Regions from separate parts of the Mus musculus genome. Here regions 1, 2 and 4 are each linked to region 3. A link is a contact called in public Hi-C and promoter capture Hi-C data. All regions are on one chromosome and are shown on one strand. The core of a region is the stretch at or near the end of the contact, and the rest is flanking DNA. Distances in the headings are between cores, read along the strand shown.

Region 1 (7,388 bases), core at 2,454-4,953, 1.1 Mb before region 3:
TCCCTGGTTTCTAACCACCTACAGCATCCTAGATACTGTCCTAGAACCTGAAGCAGGGAACAATCCAAAAATCCTGCTTTAGAGAGGAGAAAGATATATTGACAGTAATAATGGCTGAGCTTCCCTCGACGCCAACACCACTGCTTACTATGGAGTCAAAGCTGCATAAAAATTACAGGCATTGGGAATTACCGTTAACTCATTTTACAGACAGAGACAGAAAGACACGGCTACGTGACTGGCCAAGTTACAGTACACCCCCCCATTCCCGCTGGAACTGACTCTGTGTCCTCCCAGGCTCCTTGGTTCAGGACAGCAAATGCAGAAAGCACATTCTTGTAAGAAGAACTCAAATACAGGGCGAGCTCATGTTCTCCTTGCCGGTCCTCGTCTGTACCCCATAGCCGGCTCTGCCCCATGATGGGTTCACTGCAAGTCTTGCTCCTTTACATGTTTTAGGTATGTTTGGGGTCCCAGGGTCTCTTGCATGCTAAGCAAGTGCTCTAGTACTAAGCTACACCAGCAAAGAAAGCCATGATGCATTGCTTCCTTCTTTCCGGAGGAGAGTCTCAGATCCAGGCTGTAACCATGGCTGCACTAGAACTGCTGATTCAGTCTCCACCTCCCGTGATGCAGGATGTAAAAATATTTTTAATTTCATGTCTGTGTGTTCTGTTCTAGTCACGGTTCTACGGCTGTGCAAAGGCAACTTTGATAAAGGAAAGCATTTAATTGGGAGCTTGCTTTACTCTTTCAGAGGCTTAGTTCACTATCATTATGGCAGGGAGCATGATGGCTCTCAGGCAGCCATGGCCCTGGAGCTGAGAGCTCTACATCCTGATCTCCAAGCAAAGGGAGTAAGAACAGACCTGGCTTGGGCTTTTGAAACCTCAAAGCCCACCCAGTGACACACTTCCTCCAACAAGACCACACCTCCGAATCCTTCTAATCCTTCCAAACAGCTAGTGACTATATAGCATTCACATATATGAATCTATAGGGGACATTCTCATTCAGCCCACCATATTCCACTTCCTGGGCCCTAAAGACTCGTAGCCATATCATAACGCAAGATGCATTAAATCCAACTTTAAAACCACCAGTAATCTTTTACAGTCTCAACACTGCTTAAAGTCCAAATCTTTTCTGAGAGTCATGGCCACCTCTCTCTCTCAGATTTATTTATTTATTTTATGTATATGAGTACACTGTAGCTGTACAGATGGTTGTGAGCCTTCATGTGGTTGTTGGGAATTAAATTTTTAGGACCTCTAATTGCTCTGGTCAACCCTGCTCGCCCCGGTTGGCCCCACTCGCTCAGTCGCTACTTATTCCGACCCAAAGATTTATGTATTTACTATTATACATAAGTACACTGTAGCTGACTTCAGACACACCAGAAGAGGGTGTTAGATCTCATTACGGGTGGTTGTGAGCCACCATGTGGTTGTTGGGATTTGAAATCAAGACCTTCAGAAGAGCAGTCAAAGCTCTTACCCACTGAGCCATCTCCCCAGCCCCTCAAGACCTTCTCTTAACCACAAGCCCCTGTAACATCAAAGTCAAAGAGCAAATCGCACAATTCCAACATACAATGGCACAAAATATATGTTACTATTCCAAAAGAGAAGAAAGGGTGCATGGTGAGGAAGTGCTGGGCCAGAGCAAGGCCAAAAGCCAGCGAGGCAATTTTGAGTTTGTTCTCTTTTCCCACCTTTACCTGGGCTATGCAGGGGAGGATAACTTTGAATTCCCGATCCCCCTACCACCCGAGAGCTGGGATTCCAGGCCTGTGCCACCCCATCCAGCCTTAGAGAAGGTCACGAAGGAAGTTCATTACTGTGCAAATATATCAACCATATTCTAATTAAAACCTCCATAAAACATAAAACCCTAAACAGGGATGCTGAAGTGATTTCCAGTTCTGGGTTATGGCAAACAATGCTGTCACGCACAGCTTTTGCAAAGCTTTGCTGCAAAGTTTTCCACTGTAGAGTTGGAAGTTTCTTCCAGAAGGATCCACCTGAGAAAAACAGGGACGTTTCCTGTCAATGCAATTCTAGCTGCCTATGTTCCCTCCTCAGCAACAATGGCGAGCCAGCCTCTGCTTCTTCACAGCTCCTGAGGAAAATAGTGGCTTTGGGCTTCTGCCAGGGGAAAGAAATAAAAATGTTAAGAGAAAAGAAGAAGGGAAAGAAAAGAGAATCTGAAGAAATTGGGTCATGGTGGCACACGCCTTTAATCCCAGCCTTGGGGAAGCAGAGGCAGGTGAATCTCTGAGTTTGAAGTCAGCTTGGTCTCTGGAGTGAGTTCCAGGACAGCCAAGGCTACACAGAGAAACCCTGTCTTAAAAAAAAAAAAAAAATCTGAAGGATATGGTGGTGAGTTCGTACAATCCTAGCACTCTGGAGACTGAAGTAGGAGGAGTTTGAATGAGGGCCAGCCTGGGCTACATAGGAAGATCCTATCTAAAAAAAATAAAAAATAAAACAAAACAAAACAACCAAAAAACAGGTGGAGAGATGGATCAGCAGGTGGCTGCTCTTCTAGAGGACTTGGGTTTGATTCCCAGCACCCACATGGTGGTCACAATGGTCTTTAATTCTAACTTCTGGGAATCCAATACCTGCTGGCAACCTCTTCTGGAATGCACGAGGTGCAGACACACATGCAGGCAAAACACTCAGGCACATAAAATGATGGCATTGACGGTAATAATAAAAGCAAAGTCATTTTCATAATTATTCATTTTTATTTTCATATGCATTGGTGTTTTGCCTGCATTGGTGGTTTATGTCTGTGTGAGGATGTTGTGATCTGCCTGGTCCTCTGGAAGTGCAGTGAGTGCTCTTAACTAGTGGAGCTATCTCTCCAGTCCCTAAAATAATAACTTTTTAAAAATCCTTCTTAAGCGGGCTGTGGTGGCACATGCTTTTAATTCCAGCACTTGGGAGGCAGAGGCAGGTGGATTTCTGAGTTCGAGGCCAGCCTGGTCTACAGCATGAGTTCCAGGACAGCCAGGGCTATACAGAGAAACCTTGTCTCGAAAAACCAAACAGAAAACAAAAAACAGAAAAAAACAAACAAACCCCAAAACCCCCATCCTTTTTAAAAGGTCAAAATAAAGGGATTGGAGAGATGGCTCAGCAGTTAAGTTCTTCCAGAGGTTCTGAGTTCAATGCCCAGCCACCACGGGATGGCTCACAACCATCTGTTATGGGATTCGATGCCCTCTTCTGGTGTGCATGAAGACAGCTACAGTGTACTCATATTCAATCAATCAATCAATCAATCATTCAATTAATCAATAGTTAAGAAAGACTTAGCTTTAATAAAAAGTATTTTAAAAGGTCAAAATTACAGCCAGGCGATGGTTGCACACACACTCAATAGGCAGAGGAAGGCAAATGAGTTCCTGGACAGTGAGGGCTACAAAGAGAAACCCTGTCAAAACAAAACAAAACAAAACAATCAAAATATACTTTTACCTTGTACCCGAGTCACAACAAACAAACAAACAAACAAACAAACAAACAAACAAACAAAGAAACAGTTGGCCAGTGTCTTTAAGACACCTGTTCTCTCTGGAAATTTGTATATTTAGCACTCCTTGTAAGTTTGAGAACTTTGTCCTTTCAGTAAGGCGGGGCTGCGAGTAGGTTCTGAGGACTCTGGCGGGAGGCCGAATGAACTCCATTTCCCAGGGTGCGCCGCGCTGCATGCGCAGCCGCGTTAAAGAGCCGGCTCTGCGAGCGCTGGGCGGACGCAGGTATGTGGGTCCGCGGGGTCTTCAGTTCCACTGTAGTTTGGGGCGCCTTCCTGCGGGTTTCCCAGATCTCTGCCGTCGCCCCCAGCGCTAGTTAGCTGCAGGGGACCTCTGTAGTGCAGTCTTCTCTTGATCTGGGTTTTCAGAGGGAACCCCCACGACTTGCGGACACCTGGCACACCGAGCGACATTCCCTTGAGCCAGGGAGCTCTAGATGCCAGCGCTGCTCTGATTTTGATTTGAGTCGTTTTCCTGCCTCAGTTTACCCCACTGGGTACACATTGTATGAACGTATTGTTTACTATCTGGTTTTACTTCCAGCCAACTTCTTTCTGCCTCTTGTTCTTCAAAAAGCTGCAAATTAGAGTCTCCTGGGCCTGCCTCTCTCTCTCTCTCTCTCTCTCTCTCTCTCTCTCTCTCTCTCTCCCTCTCTCTCTCTCTCTCTCTCTCTCTCACTCACTCACACACACACATACATTCAACTTTTAAAGTTTTTAAAATGCTGAAATGTGCGTAGTCCCTACCTATACCATCTTTGTTCAATGAGCAGATTATGAGCTGGCATAGTGGCCCAGGCCTGTAAACCTAGTATTGGGAAGTGGAGGCAAGAAGATGGAAAGTTTGAGGCCAACTAAGGCTGCATAATATGAGCCTGTCTTAAAAATATGTACTTGGAGTGTGCGTGCGTGTATGCATAAGGGGCCTTATTTTATCATCCCTGGGTATGCTCACTCTCCTGCAATTTTCCTGAGGTTTCCTAGCACTGGAAAGCAAACAGAACTAAAAAAAAAATCAACCAACCAAAAATCCTTGACTAGATGAATTGGTGTAAGCTTTTAGCCAGGTTTGCTTTGTAGGACTATGTCGTAACTAAAAAAGAAAAGAAAAAAAAAAAAAAAAGACATAAAAAGTTCCAGTCCTCAAAACTCCAACTTGGATTGAGCAAATGAAGCTCTGTGAAAATGGGCAGAGTGCTGCTATAATTTCTTCTCTGTATTCTAAGATCACTGTGCAAATGCCACGTGTGACAACCCAGGACCATTCCTCCCTGTGACTGAGAACATAGACACGGGGACACACCCAGCTATTTATGCTAGCTCTACCTGACCTTAGGCAGCCTGCTTATTCTTTAAGCCAGGCTTCCTTTATGCCTGTGGTGTGATAAGATCACCTATTAGGACTGGTGAATGGCTCCTGTGAGCTGTCACTACAATGCCGTTGGCTAGGTGCCTGAGAAACACTCCTTAAGTGTTAGTTACTCTCCTGGCTGATCTGACTGGGAAAACTCCATAGCCTTGCTTGACTTCTTGAGACTTTTCCAGATCTTCCCCTACCCTCACCCAGCAACCCCATATTATTCAGAGTTGTCTAAATTTGCTTTTCTATCGCTGTGATAAAACTACCAAAAGCAACCTGGCGGGGAGAAGGGAGGGTATATGTTTTATACTTCCCGGTCAGGAACCCCAGGCAGGTATTTGGAGCAGGAATCGTGGAGACATGCTGCTTACTGGTTTGCTTTCTTGCTTGCTCAGCCCTTTCTTATATGACCCAGGGGCTCTCTTAGATGCCTCGGGATGGGGCCCGCACACAGTGGCGTAGGCCCCCTACATCAGCCATCAATCACCACAGCCTCTCAAAGACAAGCCCAAGGGGATTTGATTGAGGCAGACCTTCAGCTGAGGAGCTTTCTTCAGAGGTGACCTTATGTTATATCAGGGTGACAATTAAAGCCAGCACTATGGTCTTTGACCTGGAATCTATTTCAGAGCCTTCATTTCCTCCCAAACAGGGCTAGGCTAAAACTTTCTTACTCCACTGCCACCTTGGAAAGGTGTGTCATTCACTCAGCCACTGTCGGGCACCACATATTGTTTTGCGGAGGGGAACATTACAAGTCATGCTTTTTTTAAAAAAAAAAAAAAACTTATTCTTCTTTTATTTGCATTGGTGTTTTAACTGTATGTATGTATGTGTGAAGATATCAAGATCCCCTGGAACCGGAGTTACAGACAGTTGTGAGCTGCCATGTGTGTACTGGGAATTGAACTTAGGACCTCTGGAAGAACAGCCAGTGTTCTTAACTGCTGAGCCAACTCTCTAGCCCTTAAAGGCATGCTTTTTATTTTAAAAGTCCAGTGAACCGAGTTAAGGATAAGGAGGGGCTGGAGAGATGGCTCACTGGTTAAGAACACCTACTGTTCTTGCAGAGGTCTTGAGTTCAATTCCCAGGATATACGTGATAACTGATAGCTATCTGTAACTCCAGTCACAGGGGAACTGGCACCCACCTCTCACCTCCGAAGGCTCTTGGCACTGCACTCATGTGTTATAATGCACATACGCAGGCAAAACACTTACACACAAAATACAATAAAATTAAAAAAGAACCCATGCTTGTGTTAGAATTCATAAAATTATACCAGAACGAGTCACACTAACGTATGACCATCAGAAACATTCACGTATGCTTATACATTGCTGTTTCAGGAAGCCCCTCCATTTTGGCCAGAATGGAGCAGTCAGAGGGAGTCAATTGGACTGTCATTATCCTGACATGCCAGTACAAGGACAGTGTCCAGGTCTTTCAGAGAGGTAGGTGACACACCGTCCCCCATTTTCTTTATATTAGGAACTCTCTCTTCTCTTCCTTACCAGACCCCTGCTGCACTGGGGGCCTGGTAGACCTGGGTTGAAACACAGACTTTCTTCCTAGTCTTGATACCTGATATACACGTCACGTCCTTGGCCCTGAGAGAGAGAGAGAGAGAGAGAGAGAGAGAGCGCTAAATCAAAGTAATCAAATGAGTGTTCCAGTCATTTGGTTCAGGGCAGACTAGTGGTGACTGTGCGTGTCCCCCAACATTTATTTTGCTCCCAGAGCTGGAGGTAAGGCAGAGACGGGAGCAGATTCCTGCGGGGACGATGTTACTGGCTGTGGAGGATCCCCAGACTCGAGTCGGCAGCGGAGGAGCCACCCTCAACGCACTGCTGGTGGCTGCTGAACACTTGAGTGCCCGAGCTGGCTTCACTGTGAGTGCTTCTGAGCCGCGCTGCCCCTCTGGCCCATGTTCCCGTTGAAACTCAAATAGTGTCGACGACTTCTAGACCTTCGGGGGTTTGTTCTGTGAGTCTGACAGGCTCATCTCTGCCCCATTGTCTCTCCTGCTCTTGGCAGGTGGTCACGTCCGATGTCCTGCACTCTGCCTGGATCCTCATCTTGCACATGGTAAGCAGGATTCCGAATGTGCGTGCGGAGGGTCAGAATCTTGGTTCGAGCGATTGGATGACACTGTAGGGGTGTTCTACCATGGTGCATGTGCAAGGTGTTCATTGTGTAAATCCAGAGGGATGAATGAAAGGAACTGTCTAGACGTTGGGAGCTGGTTAGGAATGTACTTTACACAAATCAAAACGTCCATCTGGAGATGGAGAGAGGGTTCAGTGGGTAAGAGCATTTACTGTGTAAATATGAAGGCCTGGGTTCAAATCCCCAATACCATGTACAATCTGAATATGGCTTTGTGTGTCTATAATCCCAGGATCAGAGGACATGCACCTGCACACGTGTGTGCATGCAGCACACACACACACACACACACACACATACACACACACACATACA
Region 2 (6,872 bases), core at 1,289-3,788, 1.4 Mb before region 3:
CCCAAAGACATCAGATGTTGGTTTTCCTAGAACTAGAGTTACAGATGGCTGTGAGTTGCCACGTGGCTTCTAGGAATGGAACCCAGGTCCTATGGAAGAGTAAGAACTCTTTGAAGCCATCTTTCCAGCTCATTGTTGCTCTAGATGCCTCTGGGCACATTTCCTCTCTTCTGGGATAATATTTATTTCCTGATTTACTCAATGAATCCTGGGTTAAGATAATGCTACTTGCTAAGTGTTTCTCTGTATCTTTTTTCACTGTTGACCTCAAATTTAGTCCGTGGTTAGAAAACATATTTGGGTGACTAGAATTCTTTCAAACACAAGTAGCTCAAGGCATGGTGTAAGTTGACAAGTGCTCCACAGGAGGAAAATAAACTGTATTCTACAGTTGCTGGGTAGAGTAGGGTTTTTTGTTGTTGTCGTTTGTTTGTTTTTTGTTTTTTACCTTTCTGTCTTCTAGAAGACAGGGTCTACGTATCTCTAACTGTTCTGGAACTATGTAGCCAAGGCTAGCCTTTGAGATCTGCCTGACTGACGATGTTTTTTTCTTTCTTTAAACGTTGTTAGACTAGGGAGGTTTTTTTTTTTTTTTTTAAATGCTTTTTAGAGACAGGGTTTCTCTGTATAGCCCTGGCTGTCCTGAAACTCACTTTGTAGACCAGGCTGGCCTCGAACTCAGAAATCTGCCTGCCTCTGCCTCCCGAGTGCTGGGATTAAAGGCGTGCTCCACCAAGCCTGGCTTTTTCTTCCTTCTTGTGTCTCCATTTCTCCCATGCATGGAGATCTGAAGATCCTGAGTTAGGATTCATTTCATCCAAGTCTGCTGGTGACAGATTCTGATTGTCAAAGTTTGAGACAGGGTCTGAATAGCTCTGGCTGCCCTAGAACTTGCTCTGTAGTCCAGGCTGGCCTTGAACTCGAAATCCACCTGCCTCTGCCTCCAAGTGCTGGGATTAAAGGCATTGGCCACCATGCCCAGCCCATACAGCTTCTTTTATAAGATGATTCTCCTGGACTCCAGCTCCTCGGTCATGGGTTACTACAGCTGGCTTTGGTTCCTTGATTTTTTGACATGAATCTAATGTTCTATCCTGGCCCCCATATATTCCCTTATCTTTTCACTCAAAGACAGGGTCTACCCTGAGGTGGTGACACATGCCTTTAATGCTAGCACTCAGGGGCCAGAAACAGACAGCTCTCTGAGCTCAAGGCCAACATGGAATACAGAGGGAGTAATAGGGCCACACAGAGAAACTGTCTCAAAAAAAGAAAACAAACCAAAAAGGGTCTCACTTAGCTCAGGCTAACCCCTAACTCCCTACATAGCCAAGGATAATGTAGAGCGCGGGTCTCAACCTTCCTAACGCTGTGACCCTTTACTACAGTTCCTCAACTTGTAGTGACCCCCAACCAAAAATTAATTTTCAATGTTAGTTCATAATTGTTATGAATTGTAAATATTTTTGGAGACAGAGATTTGCCAAAGGAAATGCCCACAGTCTGAGATCCTGCTGCCTGCACCTCTGTGAGTGACATCACGCTGGGTGTGGGCAGTGCTGGGAACCAACCCCAGGACTCCAGTCATTTTAAGCCCATAATTTGTAAACTTATGAATTAAACAACCATCACAATAATGTAGTTTTAGAACATTTTACAAAGCCTGGAAATATCTGTGTGTGTCCTTTTATGTTTATTTTTATGTTGTCCAGGTTAAACAAATGGGCTCAAGCCAGCCGCCTATCTCAGCCCCGGAGGGGTTGGGACTACTATATTTCTTTTACTTAAAACATTATTTTTGGGGCTGGAAAATGGATCAGTGATTAAGAGGACTTATTGACTATTCTTCCCAAAGACACACATGTGATTCCTAGCACCCACATGGCTTCTAACAATCATGTCTAACTCTGGTTCTAGGGGATGTGACATTCTTGGCCTTCTCGGGCACTGCATGTATGTTAGACACAGACTTGCTGACACAAGCTGACCAGACAGCTACACATAAAAGTATTCCATTTTGCCTGGCGGCAGACGGTCACCCTAACTGCCCACACTGGGTCGAGGCTCTGGCCCGGATCCGATGCCCGGGCTCTAGGCACACACGGAGGCCGGCCTGAGGCCGGTGGCGGCTCTCCTCACTCTCGTCGCCATCCAGGCAGAGGCGGAGGCGGAGGCGGCCACGGGTTCTGGGCTGCGGACCCCTCGCGCAGGATCGGAGCTCAGGCCTGGCGGCAGACGATCACCCGAACTGCCGACACACGGAGGCCGGCGGGAGACCCGGAGCGGGGACGGAGGGCGGTGGCCGCTCCCTGCACACTCGCCGTCATCCAGGCGGAGGCGGAGCGGGAGGGGCGGGGCCTGGCGAGACCCAAACAAGCGCACGTGCGGGCCGGCCCGCCGCGGTGACGTCACGGCGCGTCGGCGCGCGCGCCCGCCTTACCCTTGCCGCGGGCCGTAAAGCGCGGAAGGTCGCAGGCCCCCGCGGTCCCGGAACTCTGCGCTCCGCGTCCCGCCCCGTCCCCATGCCCTGGCCCCCTTTCCGGCCGGCGCAGACCCTCTTCAGCGGCTGGGCTGCCCTTCACTTCCGCCGGGCGTTGCTGAGCGCGCTGCCCGCGAGATGCGGGCCCCTGAGGTAGGAAGCCGGCTGGGACCCGCGGGTCCGGGCGGCCTTCTGGTCCCGCGAACTCTTGCGCCCCGCACGCCCCTGGCGTCCGAGCTTTGGGCTCCGGCTCCCGGCCGTCCCTCCGGGTCTCTGAGGCGGTGCCACCGGTCGGGCGCCGGGATTGAGCCAGTGGAGCTGTGCGGGCCTCGGGGAGCCGCGCCGGCCGCCCCGGGACTGCGCGCCGGCTCTCCCAGGGCGGCCGACCGGGCCTCGGGGCGGGCTGCGGCTCGGGCGGGCGCGCGCGCACTGCTGTCACGGCCAGAGGTGGCCCCGCGTCTCTGCAGGTGGAATAGTTTCCCACCTTGTAATGTGCGGCTCGGCTGTGCTTCACCGACTCCTGTCAGAGACCTAGTCAGGGCCGTGGGGTTTCCGGTGGGTGACAGTTGTGTGTGATCCACGGTCTCCAAGCCTACTTTGCATGATGTCCGTGGGTGGGCGAGGGCCGCTGGCAGGGAGCAAGGCCAGAGGTCAACTTTGAAAGCCACAGGGATTTGCATCACTTTAAAAAACTAACTTCATATTTTTAATATTTACTGGCTTTGTTTGTGTGTAAGGTAGAGGTCAGTAGAGAAATTGGGGATGCGTTTCTCTCCTCCAGATGAATCCAGGGATCGTTCCTAGCCGATCAGTCAAGTACCCAGGTTTTTTGACTTTTACCCGCTAGCCATTTTTGTGGGCCCAACTCTCTGAAGCTCTCTTTTTTTTTTCTTTTTTTTTCTTTTTTTTTGGTTTTTTGAGACAGGGTTTCTCTGTACAGCCCTGGCTGTCCTGGAACTCACTTTGTAGACCAGGCTGGCCTTGAACTCAAAAATCCGCCTGCCTCTGTCTCCCAAGTGCTAGGATTAAAGGCGTGCGCCACCACGCCCGGCTCTGAAACTCTCTTGATACCTCCTAATGCACCTGTTGAAAAAATAAAAATCTGCAGTCGGGCTGGAGAGATGACTCAGTGATTAAGAGCACTTCCAGAGGTTCTGAGTTCAATTCCCAGCAACCACATGGTGGCTCACAGCCATCTGTAATGGGATACCCTCTTAACGGTGTGCATGAAAACAGTGTACTCATATACAGTAAATAAATAAAAGGAAAATCTGCAGTCTGGACCAGTTGGGTCACAATGTCCAGCAGGTTCTGTCCTTCCTTCCCCATTCGTTCATCCATCCATCCATTTTAACATAGAGTCTCACTAGTAACCCTGGTTTACCTGGAAGGCAGAGAGTCACCACACAGGCCTTCGGTTGGTAAGCAAGTGTCCTGTGGGGTTCTGTTGTGTGGGGGAGTGTGGCCGTCCACCTGTCTTTTTGACCAGCAACCCATCTGTGGTTAAAGCCAAACAGAAGAAACTCTGGAGTCACTTCAGTGCTGCCCCTTTGCTGGGGTTGATTTAAGAGGAGCCCAACAGAAACAGCCTGGGTTGTTTGGCAGAAGTTGTTTTAACTGAGAGTTTTACAGTTACTCTCAAGGACTTTTTAAAGGGTGTCCATTGCTTTAAGCTTACTGCCTTTTATCTTCTGCATCTCCGGTGTCACTGGCGTGATTACCCTCGTTGCTGTTGAGGTTTCTTTGGCTTTGACATTCAGCCTGCTGGAGAAGACTCCAGAGCCTCCCTTTGCTTCTTGCTATTTGGTTTAATCCCTTCTGCTCTCACCTAGTCACTGTTGTAGGTCAAGATGAACACTAAACCAACAGTCTGTCAGGCTGGGCTTTTGACATGGTTTATTTCCTCCTGAAACTCATCTGTTGCTGTTTCTTCTGCCATGTCTTCCTGCTAAGGGGTGAGTCTTAGCGTTCTTTCCCACGGTTGTATTATCTTTTCTCGTCTAGTTTTCTTTGAAAGGGCTGCATAGCGTAGAAACAGATAATGACTATGCTAATGATGACTGACTGAAGATGATGGGTTCTCTGGAGTAACTGGTCCTTTCATCACCAGCTGTACATGACCAAGATGCCAGGACATTCATGGTCTTCAAAGATCAACCTGGGCCAATGGCTCTGGAGTTTGTTGTCTCATGCCAGTGAAAACTAGGAGACAAGACCTCTAGTGGGAACAAGCAAAAAAACCCAAAAAAACCAAAAACAGACTTTAATTATTACAGCGACTGAGGAAAAGTGAGACATGAAAACGGGAGTAACTCTCCAGAGTCAGAGAAGGGTTTCCAAGAGAAGGTGGCTGAATTTCCTTATCCAGGGTTTTTATAGGGCAGTGGTAGAAACTGATAACAGATAAGATCTCTCCAAATTGGTTTGGTTCTCTTGACTATAGTGGGTCAAGCCAATGCAGGGCCCGCATTCTGTCACACGTCCCATTCACCCAGCCAGAGAGATGAGCATGCACTCTTCAGACATTGGGGGTCTCAAGGCTCCTCTCAGTCATCACTGACTCTGGCTTTGTGGGTATTGACTGTTCCCTTCACTGCTGGCCATAACTTGCTGGTGTTTCTTCCTACAACCTTGAGCTGTCTTATTAACTTTTTTATTTTATTTTTTTAAGATTTATTATGTGTGCTGCACTCTGCCTGCTTGTATGTCTATATGCCAGAAAAGGGCACCAGATCTCATTATAGATGGTTATGAGCCACCATGTGGTTTCTAAGAACTGAACTCAGGACCATTGGAAGAACAGCCAGTGCTCTTAACCTCTGAGCCATCTCTCCAGCCCTGTTAATTCTTGATTATGTATTAAACTCTGACTTTGTTAGTTGTTGATTTGGACTCTGCTAGCTATTCTACTGGCTAGTGTTGCTACTTCTAGCCCAAGTGTTGGTAGTTGTATAGAACTCTCTGTTCTCACAGCTACTAACAAGTAATAGCATTTTGGGTTATCCCTGTATGGGGATGGTCTGGTGTCTCTTTCTTGATGTGAAGACAGGCTCTAATAGCTTCAGTAGAAGCACTGTATTAAAAGAAAGGCTATATAATAAGCAGGAGTGCCTAGCATGTCTTTTCCAAGGAGGAAATGTGTCTTTCTGTCCATCACTGGCACTGGCCTGGTACTGCTGTTTATTTTCCCTGTTTGTTTAAGATAGGGGGTCTTAAGACCAGGCTGGCCCCAAATTTAGACATGTGCCTGCCTCTGCCTAACAAGCCTGGGATTAAAGGTGTGCACCACCACTTACTGGCCTTCCTTTATCCTTAGCCTGCTGTTCTCTTTAGCACGTTCTTTTTACTGTGTCACCCAGCTGCAGGTGTCTTTGTGTCTCTTCCTTAGTATTCTTGGTTTCATGTTTTAAGATTTATGTATTTAATGTGGATGTGTGTTTGCATGAATGGGTGCATACATATACATTGGTGTATATGGAATGACTTGTGTGCCTGGTGCCTACAGAGCCAGAAGATGGCATAGAATCCCCAGGGGCTGTTTGTGAACTTCCAAAAGGGTGATAGGAATTGAATCAAGGTTCTCTGGAAGAGTAGTCAGCGCTTTTAACCTCTGCAGTATTTTTTTTTTTTTTTTTTTTTTTTTTTTTTTTTTTTTTGGTTTTTTGAGACAGGGTTTCTCTGTATAGCCCTGGCTGTCCTGGAACTCACTTTGTAGACCAGGCTGGCCTCGAACTCAGAGATCTGCCTCTGCCTCCCGAGTGCTGGGATTAAAGGTGTGCACCACCACACCCGGCTTATATCTGCAGTATCTTGACCTTGGCTTCACTGTTTTGGCTTTGTTTTTTGTTTTGTTTTGTTTTTATTTTAAAGATTTATTTATTTAATGTATATGTTCTCTTCAGACACACCAGAAGAGGGCATCAGACCCCATTGCAGATGGTTGTGAGCTACCATGTGGTTGCTGGGAATTGAACTTAGGACCTCTGAAAGAGCAGTCAATTCTCTTAACCATTGAGCCATCTCTCCAGCCCTGGCTTTGGCTTTTTAAGACAGGATTTCTCTATGAAATCCTGACTATTTGAGAACTTGATCTGTAGACCAGACTGGCCTCAAGCTCACAGAGGGATGCCTGCTTCTGCCCTCCAAGTGCTGGGATTAAAGGTGGTGCCACCACCACCCTGCACTGGCTCTACTATTTGAACTTTCACATTTTTTTTTTTTACCTTAACATCCATGTTTGGCATATGTGGGCAACCTGTAGTTTTTACTGTTGGGGTTTGGATTAAGGTTAGATGAGGCTATAATGAATTATGACATAGATGTGAGGACATGTAATGTTGACATTTCTCAGGAACTGAATTTGGAATGCTACAGAGTGAAGGAACACATGATG
Region 3 (7,131 bases), core at 2,397-4,896:
AGGATAGATAGGTTAGATAGACAGACAGACTGATGATTGACTGGTTGATTGATTTGGACCAACACAAACCTGGAGCTCCCTAGAGGCCAGAGTCAGATCCCTGAAACTGGAGTCACAGACAATTGTAAACCCCCATGTGGGTGCTGAGAACCAAACCCTGATCTTCTAGAAGAGCAGTGAGTGCTCTTAACCACTCATCTCTTCATAAAGGTTTTATTTTTACATTCTCTTCAGCTAAATCTAAGAGTTTTCAAGTTTTAATCAGTTATGTTCCATTATATACACAAAAATTTAAGTCTCTATCAAATGCAAAAGGGATTAAACATTTTGAAATCTGTCTTGATATGTAGATTCCAATTCAAGTTTTCAAATTAAAAATAACTTTTGAAAGAACTCATTTGACCTTTTATGCCTACATAAGGATTTTTTTAATGATTCATTTAAACTATTTGGGTTTTTATCTGCTTTGTATACTGTTTGGTTTAGTTTTGTTTTGTTTTGTTTATTCTGACTTTCTGGGAGGTAGGGTAGGATAGAACCTATAGCTTCAAGTATGATAAGCTAGCACTCTACCATGGAGTTACACCCCACTACCTAAGAATAAAAATAAGTCAGGTTAAATATCAGCAAGGCAGTATTGGAAATTTCTATATTTTAGTTTCATTCTAAAATTCACTCAGATTATATGGTTGCTGTCAGCAAAACAGACTGGATCAAAAAAAAAAAAAAAAAAAAAAAGCATTTACCTTTGCCAAAGAAAATAAATGCAACTGTACATAACATACCCCTTGGAGCAGCATATGCCTGCAGCCCCAGCACTGGGAAGATAGTGAAGTACACAAGTTCCAGGCCAACCTGAGCTACATAGGAAGACTGTCTCCAAAACCAAAAGCTGGGTCAGTACTGGTGGCACAGACCTGTTAATCTTAGCTACTCAAATAAGGTAGGAGGGTCACAAATTAAAGCCAGCCTCAGCAACTGAGCTAAAACCATGTTTAAAAAAAAAAAAAAAAGGCAGGGGGGGGTGGGGAGGGAAGAAGGAAGGAAATAAATGGAAGTTTACTAAACACAAATGTTAACTTCTAGTGCAATTCTCAGCAGCCAAGACAAAGTAGACATTCCTATATGTGCTGATCAGTGGTACACAGAACAGCACTTTGCTAATAATTTGTTTAGCAAAAGGGTACTTTCTCAAGGTAAACTGCAAACCATCTAAGAATGAATGACATTTAAATCCCAGTATGTTAAACCATAACATGAACTGAGTTAAATAACTTTGATAGTTCTTTCAATACTTGTTCAAAAAGTGAACTCAAAAACTGAAAATTTCACCATGCAAGGAGACAGAAGCCCCGAGTTCTTTTTAAAGCAAAAGAAAAGGGAACAACTTTGGAGCAACACACAGAACTCATATCTGACAAGACTAACATAGCTCTGAAGGAACTTCTCAAAACAAATGACAAGAGCACAGACTATCTGCATGAAAACACTGTCCTCCGTGACACTGTATGACCTGTAAGAATTGACCTGTTCTCACAGTTCAAAAGCTTGATAAGAATAAAGCAGCGTCACAGGGCTGGAGAGACAGCTCAACAGTTAAAAGCACTGACTGCTCTTATACAAGACATGGATTCAGTTCCCAGAACCCACACGGCAGCTCACACCTGCCTAGAATTCCATTTCCAGAGGATCCAAAAACCCTCTTGTGACTTCCACTGGAACTGAGTGTGCACATGATACACATATAAATACCGGCAAGACATTCAGATAAAAATATAAATAAATCTTCAAAAATGTTAAATAGAGCATCAATATAAAGTTTACAACTATTGAGAGACTTGACTTGCTTCAAGTTATAAACTTAGGTTTCGAGTCACCTGTGATCTCAAAGAAGTTATTCTCTTTTGCAGATGCAAAAACCTAGGCTGAGATAAAACGGGCTGGGGGGGTGTGATTCAACCACACTCACCTAACTTGAAATGTAGGAAATAACCAGTGAATTATTGTGAAATGTTTTTTATTCACGCATACTGGACTGCAGGAATACTTTAAGAACAGAATTAATGAAGCTATCATTACTTTGAAGATCCACAGGTTTCAAATCAAACGTCTGGCAAATACTCCAGGCAACGGTGGAAATGGATGCTTAAAATCTAACTAGTCTGAGAAAAGTCAACATAAGAAGTCAGCAGCGTTCATTACTATACAAACACCTGAGGGGTGCGGTCACTAAGAGACCATTCAGCTCGCTCTTCTGTTAACTAATCCCTATAGGAACCAAAAAAGTTATCTTCCTTTCTACCTACGTCAGATTATTATTCTCCAAGGGCAGCTTTCCATGCTCAAGCAAATATAACGCTAAAAGAAAAAAATAAATAAAAAGTATCAGTAAGTGCCCCAAAGCTCAGCTTTCAGAACAGAAAGAAATGCAGAAAGTTATTTTCACAGCTCCTTCGCACCCAAAGCCACTTGGCCTGCTTTAAACCCATTTGCTGCGGAAATACACCCTAGGGTGGTTCGACGGCTCTCCGACACCAAGCCCTAACTGGGAAGCAGAACCGACAGTTCCAGGCAATGAGGAAGAGCCTGAGAATTACTAGAAACCGACGTCCGCAGAACCGAGAGTTGGAGAGGAGAGTGAATAGTGCGGTCTCAGGTGAGTTCTTTAAAAGAAAAAGAGAAAGAAGAAGAAGGAAGAAGAAAAAAAAAAAAGCGAAAGTGTTTGGACCAGAAGTTAGTTGGAAGGTTAGAGGGAGGCGAGGCCGATGTCCGGCTTTCAGTGGACGGCACTGCAGGGACCAGGCAGAATTGCCCCTGCGTGGGAAATGCTCAGAGTTCTCAGATCTGACCCGAGTCCCCAACACAAGAACGCTGATACGTGGCTCCGAGAGGACACGCGGGGGTGGGGCCCGGCCCCGCTAAATCCTAAGCTCCCCGAACGGAGCGAGCTTTCAAAGGAGCCTCGCAGCCTGAGAAAGTCAATGGGTTCAAGGAGGCCTGCGGCGGCCAGACCACGCCAAGGGAAGAGGAAAGCGACCGCGCACGACAGCTCCGGCTCTGAAGCTCCCGAGGTCGGCCCTCAGGAAGTCCAAGCAAGCCCGGGGCTCCCGGGTCCCTCCTGACCCAAACCTGGGTCCTCCTCACCCCCCACCCCCCACAGGCTGAGCCCGGACCCCTGGGACTGACAGGAGGTTTCCGGCCAGACGCTCGCGGCTGCGGCAGAGCCCAAGAGCCGACCCGCCCTCGGTGCCGCGAGTGACACTCACCGGCCCGAAACCTCGAAGGAAACCAGCAGCTTCGGGGGCGGCGGCGGCAGTGGCAGCAGGAACCGAACATCCAAAATGGCGGCTCCCTCGGCCTCAGCACCGCGACTGCAGGCGGAGGGATCCCGGGCGAGGAGGGCGCCTCTACCTCACGCCTCGCGCTTCCCCGGGAGACGCCGCTCCCCGGCTCCCTCTCGCCGGCCGCCCCGCGTCCCTCCGACTGCAGCCCGTGCCGTCTCCCACCCCGGATGACCCGAGGACTCGGCCCCCGCCGAGGACTATTTGCCGAGGAGGAGGCGACTGCGCCGGGCAGAGCGACTCAAAGCGTAGCAAGGGTCGGGGCTGTCACTGATGACGCTCGACGCCGCTGCCGAGTCACCGCTGCGAGGAGTCTGAGCTAGCACGCTCCGGCCCGGCCCTGGAGCCGTCGCACTTTGGTTCCGTTCTGGGGGGAGGGGAAAACTGTGCAGCCAGGAAACGGTGGGGGTCACCTGAGGTGGGCGGAGCTCAGCGAGGGAGCTGGGGAAGGCGGAGAGGAGATGCAGGGGAAAGCGCATAGACATGGTGTGACCAGTTTTGTCCGAAAGGATTCCTAAGTGGTCCTCGTTGGCCAGAGGTTTCTGGTCAACATTAGAAACATGCTCCAAGTGGCTTTGGATTCTAGGGTTTTATGGTATCTTCAATTTTTTTTTTTTTTTTTTTTTTTTTTTTTTGCGAAAACAGGTAAAAAGATGAAACCTAAGAATGGATTCCAAGCACAGCACCACCGCCTTGTGCGGCAATCTCACCTACGATCCAGTCCCCTCCTGTGAGGGGAAAAAAGAATCTGGACAAATGTCAGCTAAAACTCTTCCAGAATAGCTTTTCCATCTATGATTGAATGAACTAATGACCTGAAGCAAAGAAAGTCTAACTAGACAGTTCCTGGCGTGATAAATAATTACTAACTTGTGACCCAAGTCTTTTCCATGTGAACCTAGAGATCCTTGATATCTTGGCCCATTTAAAGGAAAGGTGACCTACCTAGAATAAAATCTTTCCGATAGATTGACAACAAAGGTATCCCAGATGTGAATAAAACACAAGACTACACTGAATACCAAAGACCAGGAACTAAGCAAAAATCCTGAGTTTCAAATTTGAGTGTCATAAACAGGAAGTTGCATCTTTTAGACATTCGTTTTTCATGCAAGGATTTCAAAATACAGACGTTGAGCTGAGTAAGTCTAGCCATACAATTTTGACCTTGAATTTCTGGAGCATGCCAAGTGGCTGGAAAGAAAGGATACCAAGGGCACGATCAAATTTATTAAATATTGGTGTCATATTGATCATAAGGTACCATCGTATGTACAACCTAGCCCGCTAAGCAATCTCGTGAGTCAAAGTAAGTAACCAAAGTTTACAAATAATGAGATTTAAGACTTGAGAAAAACTACAACTGTCTCTCACAATGGAGTCTGCCTTAAGATGTCATCTTACACAGAAAATTCACCACACCCCATATACATATTCCAACCCATACCTACCGGTTTATAGAGCAGAATGCTTACGGAATTCAAATCCTCCTACCTTTCTTCGGGGCATCTGTACAGGGCAGCCCTAGGTACACCCTAAGACTAGAAGAACATCATAATGCTAGCACAGTGCAGATTACTTTGAGCCAGGCCTATGCATGAAACATGCCAAATTCACTGTGAAATTTCCGTAAAGGAAATCTTCAAGCAGAGATGCAAGGCAAAGGTAGCCAAGTTTTCCACATGGAAGATTAAAATAGTTTTTATGGGCCAAAATTAAGTGTTTACCATAGCAAACAACAAAAGTTTTATTTTTCTCTTTTCTTCTCCTTCTCCTCCTTCTCCTTCTCCTCCTTCTCCTCCTCCTCCTCCTCCTCCTCCTCCTCCTCCTCCTCCTCCTCCTCCTTCTTCTTCTTCTTCTTCTTCTTCATCCTTTCTCTCCTCCTCTTTTCTCCTCCTCCTCCTCCTCCTCCTCCTCCTCCTCCTCCTCCTCCTCCTCCTCCTCCTCCTCCTCCTCCTTCTTCTTCTTCTTCTTCTTCTTCTTCTTCTTCTTCTTTGTCCTTTCTCTCCTCCTCTTTTCTTCTTCTCCTCCTCCTTCTTCTTTTTGAGACAGGGTTTCTCAGTCTTTCCCTAGAGGTCCAGGAATTCTGTAGCCCAGATTGGCCTCAAATTCACAGCGATCTGCCTGCATCTGCCTCTGCCTCTTAAGTGCTGGGATTAATGAGAAAAAAAAAATGTCTTCTTAAGAAGGACTTGACGAAGCTGTGGTGGCAGCATCTGTAAGCTCAGTTTCTTAGAGGCTGATGCAGAGAGATTGTGAGTTGGAGGATAACCTTGGCTGCATAGTGACTGATCTCACAACATCTCCTCCCTCCAAGAAAAGCTGAACACTCAAAGGAAAAGAGCAACTTAGACCCCTTCTCTGTTGTTCTTATTGTTGTTGTTATCATTTTCTTCACTTACACTTTTCTTTATTTAAATTACTACTCCATAGCCTGATGTGGTGGCATACAACAGAATCCCAGCACTTAGGAGGTAGAGGCAGAATCAGAGTACAAGGTCTTCCTTAGCTATATAGCAAGTTTGAAGCTAACTTCAACTACCTGTGACTCTATCTCAAAAAGATTAAAATTGTAAATATAATCTCACTATCCTAATATGACAGATAGTCAAACAGTATTATTAAATTTAAATTTGAGATGCTGGGGAGATGTTTTGATAGTTTAAAAAGCACTTGCTGTTCTCACAGAAGATCCAAATTCCGATCCCAGCTCTCATGTCAGGCCACTCCAGCTGCTGTACACTGTACCTCACAAAAGTACATGTAGCTTACAATTTACACAAGTATTTCCACAAAGGTTGATTCACTTGTTCAGCATGCACCATGAGCTTGTAAGCCACAAAGATATTATTTAAAAGCTTGGTCTCTGGCACTAGACTGCCTAGGTTTAAAACCTTACCTTAGCTGGAGAGCTAACACAAGAGCATCGGCTAGTCTTGCAAAGGACCCAGGTTTGGTTCCCAGACCCACAAGACAGCTTACAGCTTATCTCTAGCTTTAATTCCAGGGGATCCTGCACCCTCTTCTGGCCTTCACAAGCATTCAACACGTAGTACACATACATACATACATACATACAAACATACATACATACATACATACTACAAGCAAAATACACATGAGATTAAAATAAATCTTTTTTAAAAACCAACCCTGCTTTCCTATCCTTATTGAGTTCCTTTACATCTTTGAACACACCTGCTCCTCAATGTCTGCATCCCTGAAGGAAGCTCATAGGAATATTGGCATCTTTGAGCCAATCTGATAGATGACCTGATACACATAAACCAGTAGCTAGCAGCTAGGTGTAGTGATGCAAGCTTTTCATCGTAGGACTGGCAAAAGCAGTTGGATCTTTGTTAGTTCAAGGTCAGCCTTGTCTACAGAGGGAATTGCACACCAGACTATATAATGAAATCCTGTTTCAAAATGAATGAATTTTAATTTTTTTTTATTTACTTTGAAAAATAAAGCAGTCACCGGCACGGGCTAAGGGGTCAGCAAAATCCATAGCTGTCTTAAGATGAGTTTTTCAATCCCAAGTTTAGAAATATGGAAAGAAGGCCTCAGATAGGTAAAGTGGGCTGCTCCTCTTTTTGTGGGGAGAAGGAGCTGGTCTTGGAGTGACATAAGTTCAATCCCTGAAACCCACATGTTGGAAGGAAGGAGCTGGTTTCTGCTAGTTGCCCTCTGACCTACATGCATATGCTGTGGCATGGTGCATGCCTGCATCCATGCAAAATAAATACAATGTAAGACCAAATAATACAAATAATACCATTCATTTATG
Region 4 (7,295 bases), core at 2,696-5,195, 1.1 Mb before region 3:
GAGGAGCTGATGAGAGATACAAATTCAGACCAACTGAATCAAAAAAAAACAAAACAAAAACAAAAACCTCTGACAACATGGAACAGGTATGTGTCTTAACCAACTCTCCAGGTGATTTCAAGATCTGCAAAGTACAAAGAATCCAACCCTAGACCTTTAATCCTGAGCCTCCCTACTTGGCCAGGCGCAGTGGTACAAACCTGTAACCCCAGCAATCAGGAGATAGATACAGGAGGATCACTGAAAGTTCCAAGCTGCATCGGACTACACGATACGGCCAACCAGGGCTACATGGTAAGATACCATTTCAGAAATGAAAGCAAAGACAGGCAAGAAGGCTTGGTGGACAAAGGGGCTTGCAACCAAACCTGACCACCTAACTATGATTTCCAGAACCCATGTAGTAGAAGGGAAAAACTAACTCCCGAAAGTTCTCCTCTGACCTCCACACATGGGTCAACACACACACACACACACACACACACACACACACACACACACCGCCCTACATGCACCATCTCCAATTAATTACTTTTTTTTTTTTTTAAGTGTTCCGGCGTCTGAGGATAGAACCCGAGAACAGGAGGCCGCAAGCACCGAAGACATAACGCCGAGAGGGCCAGAGCCCTTTCTTCTACCTCCGTACATTACAGGAAGCGGGACCGCACGCCCGGTACCCGCCAAGAAAAGGAGGATCTACAAAGTCAGGCCCAGTTCCCAGGAGTTCCCTCGCATATAAAGACAAAATCAAGACTCACGTGAAAACCACCCTTGAAAAAAGCTTAATTACTTTTTAAAAAATAAAAATAAAAACAAAGCTGGAAAGTGGTGGCTCACACCTTTAATCCAGCAGGCAGAAGCACATGGTTCTCCCAGTTCGAGGCCAGCCTGGTCTACAGAACAAGTTCTAGGACAGCCAGGGCTACACGGAGAAACCCTATCTGGAGAAAAAACAAACAAACAAACCAACAACAAAATCTCTGCTTCAACTTTCCTGAGCACCTACTATATGCCAAGGACTGGGCAGATGAAAGCATTTCAGAAATGAAGATGAATTTAAAGAATGTCCACAAGATCAAGTGCACAGCTCGGCATCAGGGTGCACACCAGTGACCCTAGAACCCCTGCGGCAGAGGCAAGAGAATCAGGTGTTCACGACCATCTTCAGCCACACATCCAACCTGAAGACGGCCTAAACACAGGTAAGTCCTTGTCTCAAAACAAAACAAAATGCAAATACGTAAAACCACCACAAGGCAAACGAAATATCCTACAAAATAACCAAGAAATCCATGTCCCACCCTCTTCCTCACACCGAATTTTCTATATTATCTCCTGCTTGCTATGAAGAAGAAGAAGAAGAAGAAGAAGAACAACAACAACAACAACAACAACAACAACAACAACTACTACTACTACTCAGTGGTTAAGAGAGCCTGCTGCTTTTGCAGAGGACCAACTTTAGTTCCCAGCACCCACATCAGGTGCCTTACAACCACCGGAAACTCCCGTTCCTACGCATGTGAACACCCTCTTCTGGCACCCACCCGCGCATGATCAGACACACACATAGAAAAATGAGACAAGCCTTTGAGAAAAAGAACTCAACCTAAGGAAAGAACCAAGCTGCCTTGCTTCCCCCACACCCTGAACCAGAACGGTAAGCTGACGCCAGGCTTAAAGGGAGAGCTCAAACAGGGATACATATGAGGGCACAAAAGACAGAGCTGTGCATGCTGTGGCCTGTGTGTTGAGGTCAAAGGGCAACGTTTATGGGGTCAAGTCTCTCCTTCCAATTTATTTGGGTCCCAGGGGTTGAACTCAGGTCTCCAGTCTTGTTTGGTGAGTACATCTCAAAGACACCCCCCTTTTGGTGACAAGATCTTATTACATAGCCTAGGGTCCCTTGAAATGGTAATCCTCTAGTTATCCTGAATGCTGCTGGCATAACAGGTGTGGCCACCCTGCCTGATTCAGGGTGACTCTTACAGGCTTCAAAACTAGTTCTATCTTTTTGGGCTCTCAAAGTGACTAGGGCTTATCAGCAGGCCACAGAACTCTACAGTGGTCTCTGGGGGCACCGACACTCCCACAGGCCCCTGGCAAGCTTGCACATTTGGATATAAACATTCACGCAGTTGGCCTCCTGGCCTCCCTTCTCCAATCTCAAGTTACAAGGTTAAAAGCATCCTACTCACAGCCAAGGGGGGCAGGGAGCATGGGCGGGACCTCGTGGAAGCAGACAACCATCTGGTTCAGATCAAGACTGCTCACTCAGGACCCTTACAAACTTCTGAAGAATCTCCTCCTTCCTGGATGGCTCACAGGGTTTCCCTCCCTCCCTTCCCCACTGGGAGACTGGGAGACAGGGGAAGAAAGTGTGACCCAAAGGAAAATCCGGCTGAAGGAAGACAAACAGAAAGCAAACAAACAAAAACTGAATTATGCAGTCAAGTCTGTGTACCCTCCATCCCTCTTCAACTCAGAATCACCACAACTAAACAAGAGATCACCGCCTGTAGGCACCGTACCTTCTTCCACAAAGCACTCAGGCAGGCATCCCCCACACCATCCCCCAGAAGGGGCAACCCTCCTCCAAAGTTAGCAGCAGGAGTCAGATTAGCTTAGAATGATGACCAGAGTCCTTCAATGTCACCATCTTCATAGAGGTAAACGGTCCCTTCCAACCCACACTTCTGAGCCCACCAAGCATGAGGACGGGATGGCCAAACAGTTTCTAGACATTTGTAGACAGGAGTATGGGTTACTGACAAGGAATGACTGACTACTTCCCAGGGGTCCCAGGGGTCCCTGAATTATTCTTAGTACACAGATGAAAAACAAGAGGCAACATGGGAGGAGATGGATGCAGTTGGCAAGAGAGAAGCAGAAAGGCTAACTTGAACGAGCAGCAAAAGGACTGAGACTCCTTTCCAGGTGGAGGGCTGTGCAAAGCAGGGACAACAGAAGTAGTGGAAGAACTAAACAGGGAACACTGGAGCTGTATATGGGGCTGGGAAGTTTGATTCAGTCACAGGGGCATGACTGGAGGGAAGTAACGTGTCTTATATGGCAAAGGATGGAAGGAACAAGAGGGACAAGGGACAGTGCTCAGGCCAGCGTCCAGAGAGGACGGGCACACCATGACCAAGTTTCCGGTGGGTTCATGCCTCAGTTTTTCCAAAGTAGGAAGGGGATCAAGCTGTCAGGTCTTATTAGAGAGAACTAGGCCACAGAGTGTGGCTAGGGGTCAGTGCCAGGTGGGGGAAAGGCCGAAGGGTAGAGGAAAGAAGTGAAGATGGTGCAGACAGCTTGTGACCAGGAGAAGTGGGGCAGGGGATTCCGGATGGAGCAGGTTCCCAAGCGCCCTAGGGCTGGAAGTACCAACACCTGGGGTGTGGAAGTGTGGACGAGGACAGAGAACTCCAAAGGCTGAGGCTGGGGGCTGCCAGCAAGGAGTGTTACAGGAGTGCCTGAAAGACTGGGAGTGGTTAGATATGCAGAAGCAGAAGACGGGGATCCCGATCGAGGCCAAGGCAATCGGACCCCCGCCCACACGGCGCCCAGACCCGAGGGAAGTTGCTGGGCTGGACCCGCTGGATCTGGGCCTCTGGGCCAAGCCCGCTGCCCGCACAGAAGACGGTAGGGGCAGCACGGGGCCCGGGGAGCCCCGCATCCCGCCCTCTCTCATCCCGCCCGCGCACCTCAGTCTGCGCTGGGCGCCGCGCGGGCCATGCTTGCCGCTCCTGCCGCCGCCTCCGCCCGTGCAGAGAGCTGCCGCCGCTGCCGCCGCCGCCGCCGCCGCCGCCGCCTCCCGCGCCTGGACCCGTTAGCTTCACCGCTCTCCAGTCCGCCAGCCTCGGGCCAGTCCCGCCCTTGCCTGGCCCTGCCCTCCCGGAGCGCCGCGGCTGCAGCTCAGCCCGGCCCCTCCCCCCACCCCTACCCAAGCTAAAGGGAAGGGTGGGGGAAGGGGGCGGGTGCCCCCTCCCCATTCACATCCTCCGGGGCTCTCCCCTCCCTCCTGTTCCCCCACCACCACTCGCTCAGGCATGCTGGGATATGTAGTCCAGCCTGGCAGGACCCGCCAGCATCGCTCTGCATATAGGACTATTGCTCCCAGAAAGCAATGCACTCCCATATCTGGGCTCATGGTCTTTGTAGTTCTGTCCGGATTTAGAGGGTTAAGGCACAGCACTAAGGGGCGTATTCTTCAGTTTCACAGCCACGCGACTCTGGGCTGCTGAAGCCTGGGAGGTGCAGTCTGCGGTACCCCAGCCGGGCTTTGGTACCTGGTTCATCAAAGGATGCGAGTAAGCTGAGGATGCCTCTCACACAGGACTGTGATCAACTGCGGCCAAGCCCAGCTCAAGGGAACTGTTTGTACTTGCTCTTGCCAAGAGCCACGACCTGAGCCAGCTGGGTTCATGCCCTGGCCCAGCAAGCTGCAACTGCAGTGAGGGCACTAGGTCCAGGCTGTTGAAAAGAGGGGCACCAGCAGCGATGTGGAAATAGGGTTTGCCACTATGTGACTGGGCACCTCACATTGCAAACTGTCTTGCTTGTAGGCACCCTACAGCCTTTATCCATTAGGGCATCTCTTGACTTCAGACTTCTGACTCTTAGATGCCTATTCTCTAGGGTAACATGCACACATTTTAAATATTTATCCACATCAGTGTTAGGCAATCCTTTCCTCAACTTTCAAACCAAGCTCCAAAACCATTAGGAAGTTCCTAATTGATGACACATTCAGTCTCCAAATGTCTCTGACTGACCAATGATACTCAAACGACTTCTGGTTCATTAGTTCTGGGACCCTAGAATTTTAAGTGTGTTCGTTCTTTCTCTTATTATGTAACCCAAGGTAGTCGTAAATTCCCTTTGTAAGCCAGGCAGGCCCGCCTGGAATCCATGATGGATTCTCTTGCCTTAGCCTCCTGAGGGTTGTTATTATGGACACTGAGCCATCACACCCTGCAATGAATCTTTTGGGTTCAGACTCCATCACAGAAAGCCTGACCTAAGATTGAACTCGAGTAAACTAACAGACCAGTACCTAGCACCGGTTTCCAGGTTACTCCCCAACAAATCTGCACCCCCCAGGTTACAAGCCCGCCCCCTGGCACTTCACTTTCTAACAACCACCAATCAGGAGGAAAGCAGAAGTTAAGTTTATGGTTTGACTTCCAGCATTAAAGGCCATCATTCCGCCCGTCGTCCCTCCCCCGCCCCCCCCAATCAGATGTGTACCAGACTAGAGACCCACTTCTTGCCTCTAAAAATGCTTGCCTGAAACTAGGTTCAGGGCTCCACTTTCCTACTGTGTCAGCGTTGGTAAGAGACAGGGGGGGGGGGGGAGCTCAAGCTTAAATAAAGAGACTCTAATGCGATTGCATCTGATTTGGCTCCTTGATAGTCTTTTCGGGATTCACGAATGCTTCCTGGCACAACACTACAGCTCAGGAGAATCTCACAGACCAAAACCCTACTTCTTTACGATGCAGTCATCAGGAAGGCTAGGCATTCTATCTCCAAGCCTCTACGAGAAGCTAAATTCTAACTTCATTGTCAGCTGACATACCAAGAAGCCAGGCGTGACACCTACGCATTCCCCCTCCTTTTAAAGCACAGCTGCACAAATGCAAGCTAGGTTCTTCTCTTCCTCGATTCTTTTTTTTTTTAAAGATTTATTTGTTTGTTTTATGTATGTGAGTACACTGTAGCTGTGCAGATGGTTGTGAGCCTTCATGTGGTTCTGCTCGCTCCGGTTGGCCCCGCTCACTCAGGCCCAAAGATTTATTTATTATACATAAGTACATTGTAGCTGTCTTCAGACACACAAGAAGAGGGCGTCAGACCTCTTTACCGGTGGTTGTGAGCCACCATGTGGTGGCTGGGATTTGAACTCAGGACCTTTGGAAGAGCAGTTAGTGCTTTTAACCGCTGAGCCATCTTGGCAGCCATCTTCCCTAAATTCTTATCCCAAGGGTTTGTTTCTAACTAAAACTCATCCTTACCCTTTAGCCTCTAACTTCATTTTTGAAAAGGTGGGTAAATATCTACTTTGAGTCAGAAAGCTCAGTTTCTAGCCTCCCCTATTTCAACCTAACACACCCCATTCACCCTGCAGCAAAGGGTAAGTTCTCCCAACACTGTGGGCAAGCAGCCAAGTGACTAACAGAACCACTGAACCCTGACTAAAACTGACTCAGGAATTTTTTTTTTTTTCTGCTTTGTTGACACCGGTGTCTCCATCACAGGCTGTAAGGAGAGAGGGTGGTTGGGTGGATGGGATGGGACAAAGTCATTCCTATGCAGCTCAACTTCACTCTGTCCATAAAATTAACCACTAAGACCTCTTTGCAGAACTGTTGTCCCTGCGTTGCAGTAATTTGCAGTGGCAACAACTCTCACCGGCAGGTGTTGAGTGTCTTCTTGCTTTTATCACCCATCACCAGGTTACTTTAAAAAAAAAAAATGCTGGGAATTGAACTTAGAGCCTTGTGCGTGTTCAGCATGTGCTCTGTTTTTAAGTAATGCAATCCTCACAACCCCCACGTTTCCGTTAGCAGATTACTGAAGAAGAATCCAATACCCTTCCCTGGAGAGGGCAGAGCGTTCCTCTCTACCCTTTGGCTCCAATAAGAGCTCCCATCATCTGACAACTTCCCAGCTAGGGTCAAGTAAATTCTAGGTGTCCGAGGCCCATGTGGGATTCTTTTTTCTTTTTTTTAGGTTTTTCAAGACAGGGTTTCTCTGTGTAGCCCTGGCTGTCCTGGAACTCACTCTGTAGACCAGGCTGGCCTCGAAGTCAGAAATCCACCTGCCTCTGCCTCCCAAGTGCTGGGATTAAAGGCGTGCGCCACCACACCCGGCTACATTTGGGATTCTTTCCTTGAAAAATTTCTCTCCAATAGTCTCAGTCTACCTTTATTATTTTTTATTTTTATTTCTGAGACAGGGTCTCACTATATAGCTCTGGCTGTCCTAGAACTCATTCTGTAGACCAGGCTAGCCTTGAACTCACAGAGAGCCATCTGACTCTGTCTCCCCAGTTTTGGAATTAAAGGCATGTGCCACTAAACCTGGCCAGGCTTCTTCTTCTTTTTCCTTTTCTTTTTCTTTTTCTTTTTTTTTTAAGATTTATTTATTTATTATTTGTAAGCATATTGTAGCTGTCTTCAGACTCCTGAAGAGGAAGTCAGATCTCCTTACGGATGGTTGTGAGCCACCATGCGGTTGCTGGGATTTGAACTCAGGACCTTTGGAAATGCAGTCGGGTGCTCTTACCCGCT

What was found. Promoter capture Hi-C pulls out the DNA fragments that hold promoters and counts their contacts. Hi-C and Micro-C count contacts between places; a contact is called where the count stands out from the background.
Region 1: a promoter capture Hi-C map of liver shows a contact between it and region 3, with 4 times the contacts expected there. The contact joins the promoter of Fcsk here to the promoter of Ap1g1 in region 3. A contact is called at or near these places in 3 of 39 promoter capture datasets (embryonic stem cells and liver).
Region 2: a contact with region 3 is called in a Hi-C map of muscle stem cells, with 5 times the contacts expected there. The contact joins the promoter of 9430091E24Rik here to the promoter of Ap1g1 in region 3.
Region 4: a contact with region 3 is called in a promoter capture Hi-C map of cranial neural crest. The contact joins the promoter of St3gal2 here to the promoter of Ap1g1 in region 3. A contact is called at or near these places in 1 of 39 promoter capture datasets (cranial neural crest) and 1 of 115 datasets of contacts at active chromatin or transcription factors (microglia).

Annotation. Positions count from the first base shown.
Region 1 is chr8:110,898,803-110,906,190 of GRCm38.p6, reverse strand. Fcsk (fucose kinase) reads left to right here and starts at 3,703. Exons shown (of 24, transcript NM_172283.3): 1 at 3,703-3,769; 2 at 6,254-6,358; 3 at 6,645-6,796; 4 at 6,942-6,992. The coding sequence starts at 6,277.
Region 2 is chr8:111,141,164-111,148,035 of GRCm38.p6, reverse strand. It overlaps 9430091E24Rik (RIKEN cDNA 9430091E24 gene), which reads left to right and starts at 2,538. Exons shown (of 3, transcript NR_040364.1): 1 at 2,538-2,632.
Region 3 is chr8:109,775,098-109,782,228 of GRCm38.p6, reverse strand. Ap1g1 (adaptor protein complex AP-1, gamma 1 subunit) reads right to left here and starts at 3,646. Exons shown (of 24, transcript NM_009677.6): 1 at 3,267-3,646.
Region 4 is chr8:110,916,515-110,923,809 of GRCm38.p6, reverse strand. It overlaps St3gal2 (ST3 beta-galactoside alpha-2,3-sialyltransferase 2), which reads right to left and starts at 3,945. Exons shown (of 7, transcript NM_009179.3): 1 at 3,705-3,945. Gm26132 (a small nucleolar RNA gene) reads right to left here and starts at 694; the gene lies at 547-694.